3 separate regions of the Mus musculus genome follow, and regions 2 and 3 are each linked to region 1. Evidence: chromatin contacts called from public Hi-C and promoter capture Hi-C data. All regions are on one chromosome and are shown on one strand. Each heading gives the region's core, a stretch centred on a gene start, on an enhancer-like site or on the middle of the called end of the contact. The rest is flanking DNA. Distances are from core to core; before and after follow the strand shown.

Evidence for each region. Promoter capture Hi-C pulls out the DNA fragments that hold promoters and counts their contacts. A called contact is a pair of places that touch in the nucleus more often than the background predicts.
Region 2: a contact with region 1 is called in a promoter capture Hi-C map of hippocampal neurons, with 6 times the contacts expected there. The contact joins two enhancer-like sites. A contact is called at or near these places in 1 of 39 promoter capture datasets (hippocampal neurons), 1 of 484 Hi-C or Micro-C datasets (the N1E-115 cell line) and 1 of 115 datasets of contacts at active chromatin or transcription factors (bone marrow-derived dendritic cells).
Region 3: a Hi-C map of cerebellar granule neurons shows a contact between it and region 1, with 2.4 times the contacts expected there. The contact joins two enhancer-like sites. A contact is called at or near these places in 6 of 484 Hi-C or Micro-C datasets (cerebellar granule neurons, cerebellum, cerebral cortex and 1 more).

The regions. Positions count from the first base shown.
Region 1 is chr9:112,453,467-112,456,463 of GRCm38.p6, reverse strand. No RefSeq gene overlaps it. Among named protein-coding and RNA genes, the nearest start is that of Gm24957, 68 kb to the left of the region's middle. Within about 2 kb of position 1,468, at least 32 of the 459 cell types and tissues checked have an H3K27ac peak or open chromatin away from gene starts, as enhancers often do. A contact at or near this core is called in cerebellar granule neurons, cerebellum and hippocampal neurons, where this site is marked.
Region 2 is chr9:112,863,631-112,866,627 of GRCm38.p6, reverse strand. No RefSeq gene overlaps it. Among named protein-coding and RNA genes, the nearest start is that of Gm36251, 260 kb to the left of the region's middle. Within about 2 kb of position 1,502, at least 9 of the 459 cell types and tissues checked have an H3K27ac peak or open chromatin away from gene starts, as enhancers often do. A contact at or near this core is called in hippocampal neurons, where this site is marked.
Region 3 is chr9:112,825,150-112,828,146 of GRCm38.p6, reverse strand. No RefSeq gene overlaps it. Among named protein-coding and RNA genes, the nearest start is that of Gm36251, 300 kb to the left of the region's middle. Within about 2 kb of position 1,381, at least 7 of the 459 cell types and tissues checked have an H3K27ac peak or open chromatin away from gene starts, as enhancers often do. A contact at or near this core is called in cerebellar granule neurons and cerebellum, where this site is marked.

The DNA of each region.
Region 1 (2,997 bases), core at 219-2,718:
TTAGAATCCCAAAGGTGCTGGTTCCTTAGTCTGGGTTGATAGAGAAGCATTTTCCTGTATACATACATACATACATACATACATGCGTACATACATACTTACACACACACATATATGCTTGGAACTGGAGCTGGGGTGTTAGATCGATGTGTAAATCACTGAGATCCTCAGTATGCAGGTAAAAGCTAGGCTGGCAGCTCACATATGCAATACCCATTCTGGGGAGACAGAGACAAATGGATCTTTGGAGCTTCTTGGCCAGGCAACCTAAATCTAACAATGAGCCCCAGGTTGGTTTGTGTAAGCTCTTGTTTTCAGTGGTGAATATTCCCCTGTGCTCTAGGCCTTAAGTTTAATCAGAAAGCTGACGTTATCCACAGCACTTATGGCACTATAGTGCTAACTGACGCATCTTGCTTGGCACTGCCATTGTGAAACATGCAGAGGCCACAGTTGAATGGTACTTTGACTCATAAGCATCCCTAGCAACCTTAGTAGAACTTTGTGGGACTACATGAGCTAGCCTGCAGGGAGGAGACTCTCCCAACTCTTTCCTCATCTTATTTAAAGTCCTGCACTACTTTGTCTTCAGCAGTAGGTTCTTTCCATCAGTTCTAAAAAGCAACTGGTATCAGTGGTGATATCCTTTATTGTTAGAGGGGCCTTCTGGGACAACTGTTAAGGCAGCAGTCCACTGCTAACACTGGGATCTCAAAACCTTATGCTTTGGAGGAAGCCCTGTTTTAGTCTTATGGGACCCACTTATTTTCTCTGTAGGGTTTACAAGACAAGAGTGTGACAGTTATTTTACAGTTTTGTGTAGATATCAGCTCTGCAACTTGAACTTAAACATTACAAATGTGGACAGTTACTTCCTATAGGAAGGCAAGTGGTGTATGTTGGAAGAGACTGGCACTTGGAAGGTCTCCACATCCCCCAAGGTTGCTCACACTCACCAGACCTTCTTACTTGCTTTCTATGATGACCTGGCTCTGCATCTCCCAAGACACTCTTGTTGGATCTGTAGGAATAGGTTTCTTTGCAAGAAGGAACAATGATTTAGTTAAAACCAAGTCTGAGGAGATGGAGAAGAGAGTTTTAGGCATGCTAAGGAAGCTGGGCCAAAGAATTCTCAGGTTTTCATAGACATGTTACCTTCTAGGAGGCTGTTATTTTCTGTGAAGCGTTGTTACCAGAGATCTCTGTCTCTGAGAGATATAAAATTAGCCAGAGCTGCATTCCTATTTATCCCTGGAGTAACAGGCTGGCTCAGATGCCACACAGGGCAGGACAGACCTTTCTCTCTGCCCCAAGGTAGCAATAAAAGAGTTATCAACTCATCTTGATCCTCCTCTAGGACTCAAAAAGAAAGAAACAACAACAACAAAAAATCTAAGTCTGGCACCTAGTTTCTTTCCTGAGTGGGTTGTCATGGCAACAGGATATAGCAACTGTTTTCAGTATTCTGGGGCCTTGGCAATCCTCACGAGTTTCTCTGCCTCAGCTTCTATGTATGCGCAGACATATGGACACCAGAACCCGTGCCAGCATGGAAGAGAGGGACGGAAATTCATGCCAGGATCCCTCTGGGGTGCTCGCGACCTCAGCTGACCTTAGAGTTTAGCTCACTGCACACCAGTGCTCTGAGCAGGACCCATCTGGTTCCTGGCCTGGAGGAATTTGACAGCTTTTGCTATGAAGTGAGGGACTGAGTTCATTGAGCTCAAAGGTCAATGCCAGCTCCAGAGGCATTGAATCCAGAGTCCGAATCTCAGTAGTTCAATTTCATTCCAGAGGGCCACGGTTTTGTCTTGATCGTACTTGTTCTAATAAAAGGAAAATTTCCTTCATTGTGAATATTGTTGATACTACTATTGACTCATGATGAGTGGCTTCATTTTAACTCACAAATACATGATGTTCTGCATTCAATACACATTTAAGAAGGCAAGATTTTGTGCCTGTGTGTGTGTGTATGTGTGTCTTGTGTACTTCCATATAAGGATCTTTATAAATGGCAATTAAGATTTTAAACTGTCTCATTTGGATATTTGAAAGTGCAAGGCGACCTTGCATATTCACATGTCACATTCGATGTCCACATATTTCTGTTTTTCCCTGTTTTCACCTCTCATTATCGATGTCTATGTGGCATGTGTCTGTATTATTTACTCATATTCTTGTGTCTCTGCATGTCTGTGAATGTTTATCTATAAATGAACCTCAGTGTGTGGGCTATGTTCCTGGTATGTGTCTTTGTATGTGCAGTGTGTGTCTGTGTGTGTGTTCCTTGCATGAACATATCTTCATACGCATGTGTGCAAGTATACATACATATGGATCTGATGTGTATATTGGTGTGTCTCTGTGGATGTGGAGATGTGTGTGTGTGTGTGTGTGTGTGTGTGTGTGTGTGTGTGTGTGTGTTTGGAGCATGTGTGTCTATATATGAGTATAATTTATCTATGTGTGTATGTGCCTGACAAGCCTCCAGCTTGAGCACAAGTTCTCTTCCTCCAGAGACTCAGAAGAGAGTGTGATGATATCCCCAGCACTCTGGGTAATTCTTAGAAAATGATAGGAGGTCAACAACCCACTGGGGAAAAAATGAAGGACTGCTGATATAAAGGAGTCAGTGTGGGCTGTGGAAGTTTTTGTTGTTTCCATTCAAAAGTGTCTCTTGATAAAGAACATGCTGAGTTCAACTTTTCTCTGGAAATGTAACAAATAACTCTAAAATGTAGTGGCCCCAACTTTTGAAGTTTTAATTCTTTATTATTATTATTATTATTACTATTATTTAGTAGTAGTAGTAGTAGTGTGTGTGTGTGTGTGTGTGTGTGTGTGTATGTGTCACACATATGAAGAAGAACAACTTTAAAGAATCCCCTCCATCTACAATGTGATGAAGTTGGTCTCTCAGCAAACAAGTACCCTCACCTGCTGACACATCCTCCCTGCCTAAGAGCTCTTTCCTCTCTAATTTCTTATGCATAA
Region 2 (2,997 bases), core at 253-2,752, 410 kb before region 1:
CTGGGGAATGGAAAGATTTCAACTAATGTTAGCCTTCCCTGTCTTTTGCAAAATGTCATAGTTTCTTAACACAAAAAGCACATTCACCCTATTGTCTCAACAGCCTCCAACTCTTTTCCAGATTCTATCAATATAATAATTAACTCTGGGAGCCCAAAGTATTGTCTTAAAATTTAATTGAGATGTAGCTGCACCCAGGAAATTTGGCATTCTTGGGCAAAATTGCTCTCATGTCAATGTGAGAAATTCAGAAAACAAGATACCCGATTCAAGTTCAGATGAACAACTATGGGATATACATTGCACTCTAAGGGGAAACATCAGAGGAGCAAAGGCCTTTTTGGTCTAAGAGAGCTTGCAACTCAGTGATGACAAAGGCTGCCAGCATTTGTAGGATGCTTTCTCCCTGAGATTTGTCTTCAGTGACTACTCCCCTTTGCCCTGGGTCAGTGATGTTATGGTCTGAGCCCTTTGCAGTGTTTTAGAGGTGGATGTCAGGATAAACCTCAGCCTGCTTCTAGAACTTGCTGCCTAACGAGGCTGCAGACCTTCCGTGTCATCCAGTACCATTTGTTCTTTGTTCAGCATCTCTTCTTCAGAGCATCCCTCTCTTTCCACGTTGTTCTGTGAGCAGAAAGGCGGTACCCAGCAGCTTTGCACACTCATTTCTTGGAAACCAGTTCAAATAAGTGCATAAGTCCATTACTCACAATTTCAAGTCTCTAAGAAAACGTGCTCAATGTAACTCAGGCATTGTGACATGATAGCATCAGCTACAAGCAGACACCAAAATGTACGTTAGTTTCTCAGAGCTGTTGACATGAACATTGGCAGCTGAGTAGTTAAGACAACAGGCATGCGTTGTCTCTTAGTCCTGGAGACTCAAAGTCTGAAATTAAGATGTCAGTTGGACTCTTTCCTTCCAGAGGGTGGGAGAGTCTGTTCCATGTCCCACTCCATGTTTATAGTGACAGAGGTCTGGCAAATCTCAGCTTGCTTCTCTCCTGTCTATAACCTCATTTCAACTAATTATATCTTTAATTACCCTGTTTCCAAATAAGGTCATATTCTTCAGTAATGGAGTTAGGAAACAATGTAATTGCAGTTGTTGTTGTTGTTATTTATTTTTTGCAGGGTGGGGGGTACACGATAATGTCTCTTCAGAGAAAAGAATACATGTGTTCCTTGGCACCTTCTGTTCTCCAGCTATCCATCTGTCTATGGAGAAAGGGGACAGGTGCAGTGACCTTGAATGGCATCTAAAAATGCAGTTTTAAATCTGTTAGCTGCAACAGCAACTTACTTTCTTCTTTTGCAGGATGGTAGAAGTGGATTTACCTGGGCATTTATTTCTTTACTTTCCTGTAACCTCACCAAAACGATAGCAAAGAGAAACAGCAAACTAAAAACAGTTGAGTGTGACAAGTGTGTGGGAGGAGATGAGAGCTGTAAAATTCAGGAAGCTGGAGAGAGGCAGATGGGAAACTGATTGGACAGCCCTGCAAAAGCTGGAGGCTAAGTCAACAATGGAATGCTAGGAGCAGACAGCCTGAAAACATGGGCTTACAGCATATGCATCACACATATTAGGGATGGGGGCTCCAAGAGCCTCTTGCAGGCATGGAGACCTGAGCTGAATCTCCAGAATCCACATCAGTAAGCTTGGCATGGTGGTGCTGGTTCATGATCTAGCACTGGGCATGTGGGGACGTCGGAATCTCCGGGGCTCGCTGAGAAGATATCTTAGCTAAGCTTGATGCCTGGTGGATTCAGTTCAGCAGGTGGAATCCCAAGGACTCACATTGTAGAAGGAGAGAATTAACTATATTGGGTTGTACTCTGCACTGTGCAATGCATTCTCCCCCTCCCTCCCCCTCCCCCTCCCCCCTCTCTCTACACACACACACACACACACACACACACACACACACACACACACACGATCACATTGTAATAGCTAAATCAAAAATTGGAAAGTCTTTTTCTCAACCTGTATCTCTGCTATGTCTTTTTGAGGAAGCTATCAGATCATATCTTCTTATCAAGATGATGTAGTAAGTAAAACTAGAGGAGAACATGGAGTCCAGAAGGCCTAGAGATATATGGGACTCCTCGATGCCCCTCATGTAGTATAGTGTGCTATCATTCTTAGGAACACTTCCCTTGTATTGGCTCATCTCTGGACGTATATCCCATAGCCTTAGCCTTTTGGTCCTGAGTGTATATCTCTGTGATATTCAGACAAATAACCTGAAGGGAGGGCTAGGTAGATCTATACAGTGTTTTGACAGTAGATGTAGGGGCTCATTTCTATGGTACTGATTAAGAAAAATAAGGTTGACTCACATTTAGCAGCAAGATATTAGCTGTTCATTTAGCAGTGTATCAACATTTTGAAAAAGAAAATGGCTATGCACAAACAAACAGCAAGATACAGATGGAGATGGAAAACCAACAGTGTTTATGTAAATGAAGAACATCTGTAGATGACAAGCTATGTGTTGAATACATTGGAACCCAACAGTTTGGTAGGAGAGAGTGATGGAGACAAACTGGTATTGAGATGAGCAAACAGAACCAGAGAAGTACCCAGGCTGGCATACATTCCCTCCATACTCCTTCTGTCCCTGGTAGAGCCTCTGCAAGCTCTGTGTACATAGCATTTGGTTTCACTCAGGAACCAGAGAAGAGACCAAAATATTTGCTTCCTCCTGGTCTCTAAGACACACAGTGGTGATTTCCCAGATGGATGCAGGAATTTCAGGGAATATAAATACTGGTACAGTTGTGAATACCAAGCTTCATCTCATAGAATGATTCAGGTCTCTTGCTTATAAAATGGAAGTGGAAGATGATAACTATAGACATATCTGGAAAAAACTATAATGGGTAATACTAGCTTCCTTGTATTTTTAGACTACCCATAAGAAAGTTTCTCCTTAATGTCCCACTCAAGGTAGAACAGATAGTCCATAGCTACATTAAATGAGTGTCTGT
Region 3 (2,997 bases), core at 132-2,631, 370 kb before region 1:
GTGAACCAGGTGACATTGCTGCTATTACTTGTCTCACACTGGGAGAGACAAAAGGGATGCCCTTCTTCTTTTCTTTTCTGTTCAGTACCTCTCAGCATAGTCTCCTCACTATGTTCCAGAACATTCTGAGATGTGTCTTCTTTTCTTTCTGTTCTCACAAGTTTTCATTCATCTTGTGATATTGTGAAATCCTTGAAGGAAAAAAAAATATGTTGCCTGTTCATCTTGGAATAGTCAATAATTAATTGGCGACTTAAATTAAAATAAATTTGATTTTGAGGCATTTACCATCTTTTGACCTATATACTCTATTTCTAGAAGCTTTGGCACTGCATGGGATATCAGTATAAGCCAAATGTTTGATCCCAGTATAAGCTCATGGTTTGATGCCAGCACTGAAGAAACACAGACTTGTACATGTCTGTGAACACAAGGCCATCCTGGCCTACAAGGTGAATTGAAAGCCATACTTGCAGAGAAGGAGGCTGCTAAAATTGTGTCTGCAGTTAAGAAACAGAGAACAATCAGGAAGTCACTGTAAGCACTAAAACCCTAAGCTCCATTCCTGTTGCTCACTTCTTCCAGTAAGCCTTACATTCTCCAGATTTCACACCCTCCCCCACACCTCCACAGCCTGGGCATCATGTGGTTAAAAGCATGAGCCTGTGGAGGACCATTTCACACCTCAGAATCACAGCAGAACTGAATAGCCCATTGCCTTGATAATTATTACGTAAATTGAATAATTGGTTCCTAAGGTTTTCCTTTTCTTTAAACTTAACTTAAGGTGTTTGTATTTTAAAATCACTGAGTATCACAAGTATTGTGTTCAGGAGTTATCCCTTTTTCAGACATTAAGGTCATTGGAAGGTCAGAAAAACATGTTAGCTTCACTTAGGAAATGATGGATAAGAGTCATGAGAGCGGAAACCCGAGAGTCAGTGGACATTTAAGATGTGATTTTTTTTTTTTTAAATCCTTGCTTCTTGGTGCCTTCTTTAGGCCAGAGGCTGCAGCAGCATCTAAGAACTGTTACAGATGCATATCTCAGGCTTAACCCCTGAGCTTTTCATCTGGAACCTGCATTTTGACAGGATGGTCCTAATGTTAAATTTAAGAAATACTGGATGAAGGGAGAATAGGTGTCAACTAGACCTACAGCTGACTTTGGGCTTCTTTCTTGCATTCGTTAAGGGGTGTCTGGTTTCTGGCAGGATGGAGGCAGATGCTCCTCACAGACAGAACTCCATCACGACCAGATACCTGGACCACAGCAGAGCTCTGTCATCTGGTAACAGCCTTCTTCACAGCAGGAGTGAGGATCTCAAAGAGTCCCAGCTCTGGGTCGAAGGAATGGTATTCTGAATGAGATGGCGAGGCTTCAGCTGTTAACCAGCAGGAGGCTGCTGCTTCTTGACAGCATGAAGGGCATCCTGGGTCCACCTGACTGTCTGTCTGGGAGCCACTTGTCACATAAGAGCAGAAAGGAGAGTCGCTGAGAGTCACTGCCAGGACTTAGTTGGCATTACCTTCTCATCTATAATCATTGGGATCCTCTGAGTGAGGTGTGGGGTTAGAGCTGCCGGTAATCACGTGCCCTGTTATCTCCCCCCCCCCACCCGAGAACGAGGATTGTGAGCCTGAAGTTAACCATAACAGTGGCCTCTGACTTGTGAAAGATAAGGTAGTTGGCAGAATGTGCTATTTGAGTCTTGGGAGTCTAAAGAAGAATCAGTGAGGGAAAAATGGATATTATTTTGTTTTTTTTTTTTAAAGCACTATGATCCTGGTCTTTCTATTTTAAGAATAAAAATGGCAGAACCCAGTCCTAACTGACATCCCTTCATACTCCTTCAGAAATCACTAAAAAGACTTAATATTCTCTTAGTCTCTCAGTGCCTTATTATGTACAGTTTTCATTCATCTTACCATTCATTTGACAAATATTAGTGGAGCAATAGATATTCAGTCACTGATGGCCAAGGAAATCCATATGAATTGGCAGAGTGATTTCCCTTGAGGCTATACTATGTTCAGTAATGGTGATAGACATATCAAGAGACAACACATTGTCGTCAGAGCTCCATACATACTCCCTAATGTGTGCACAGGTGGCTATGCAACCTAATGTGTGCATAGCTAAAACTGATAATAATGTGGCAGTGGCATTGGGACTGCTAACACACATTCACATTTTTTTAACATGTCAGGAACTGTGTCAAGTACCTGCTACTACTCAACTCATTTGGTTTTTATGATCCTCCTATGAAATAATTATTACTATTCAGATTCTCTAGGGTAGAAGCATAACATGACCACGTACTTTATGAACAATCAAGTTCAGTCAAGTACATATACAATCAAGGACAGCGCAGGAAAGCTTCAAACCTAATACAATTGTGTTTGGAGCAGAGCCTAGAGATATAAAACTAAATGCGCTAATTCCATCCGAATGAGTGTTTATGAGAGGAATGCTGGTTCAGGATTGGCACTGGATATAGGAAGAAATGAAGGGTCTGTTTCTTTTATCAAGAACTCAACACCAATAAGGAATAAACAGACATGCATGCTTGTGTGTGTGTGTAAACTTCTAATACAAAATATTAAGGGAGTAAAGTGAAGGAATAATGAACTATATTGAGATGTGATGAAATATATCTATTGAGTTGTGCCAGGACTAAGTTAAATTCTGGTTAATGAATAAGAACAGACCAAAGAACCAAGAGAAATGATATTTCAAGCAGAGGGGGAAAATGATGTAAAGCACAAAGTCATGGTCAAGAATATATAGGAGATTTTTTTTTCTCACAGTGTTGCTAAATATCCTCCCTATGTCAGAGCTGCAGGACTGGTGGTCACACCTGTAAATGGAGCACTTCTGAGAAAGCTCTGGAAAGATGAGACATTCAAGATCATTGTTGATTAAACAGTGACTATTCTCTGAGATGATGCAGTGGGTGAGCCAGCTTGAGCTATGTGAGACTCTGTCAGGAGAGA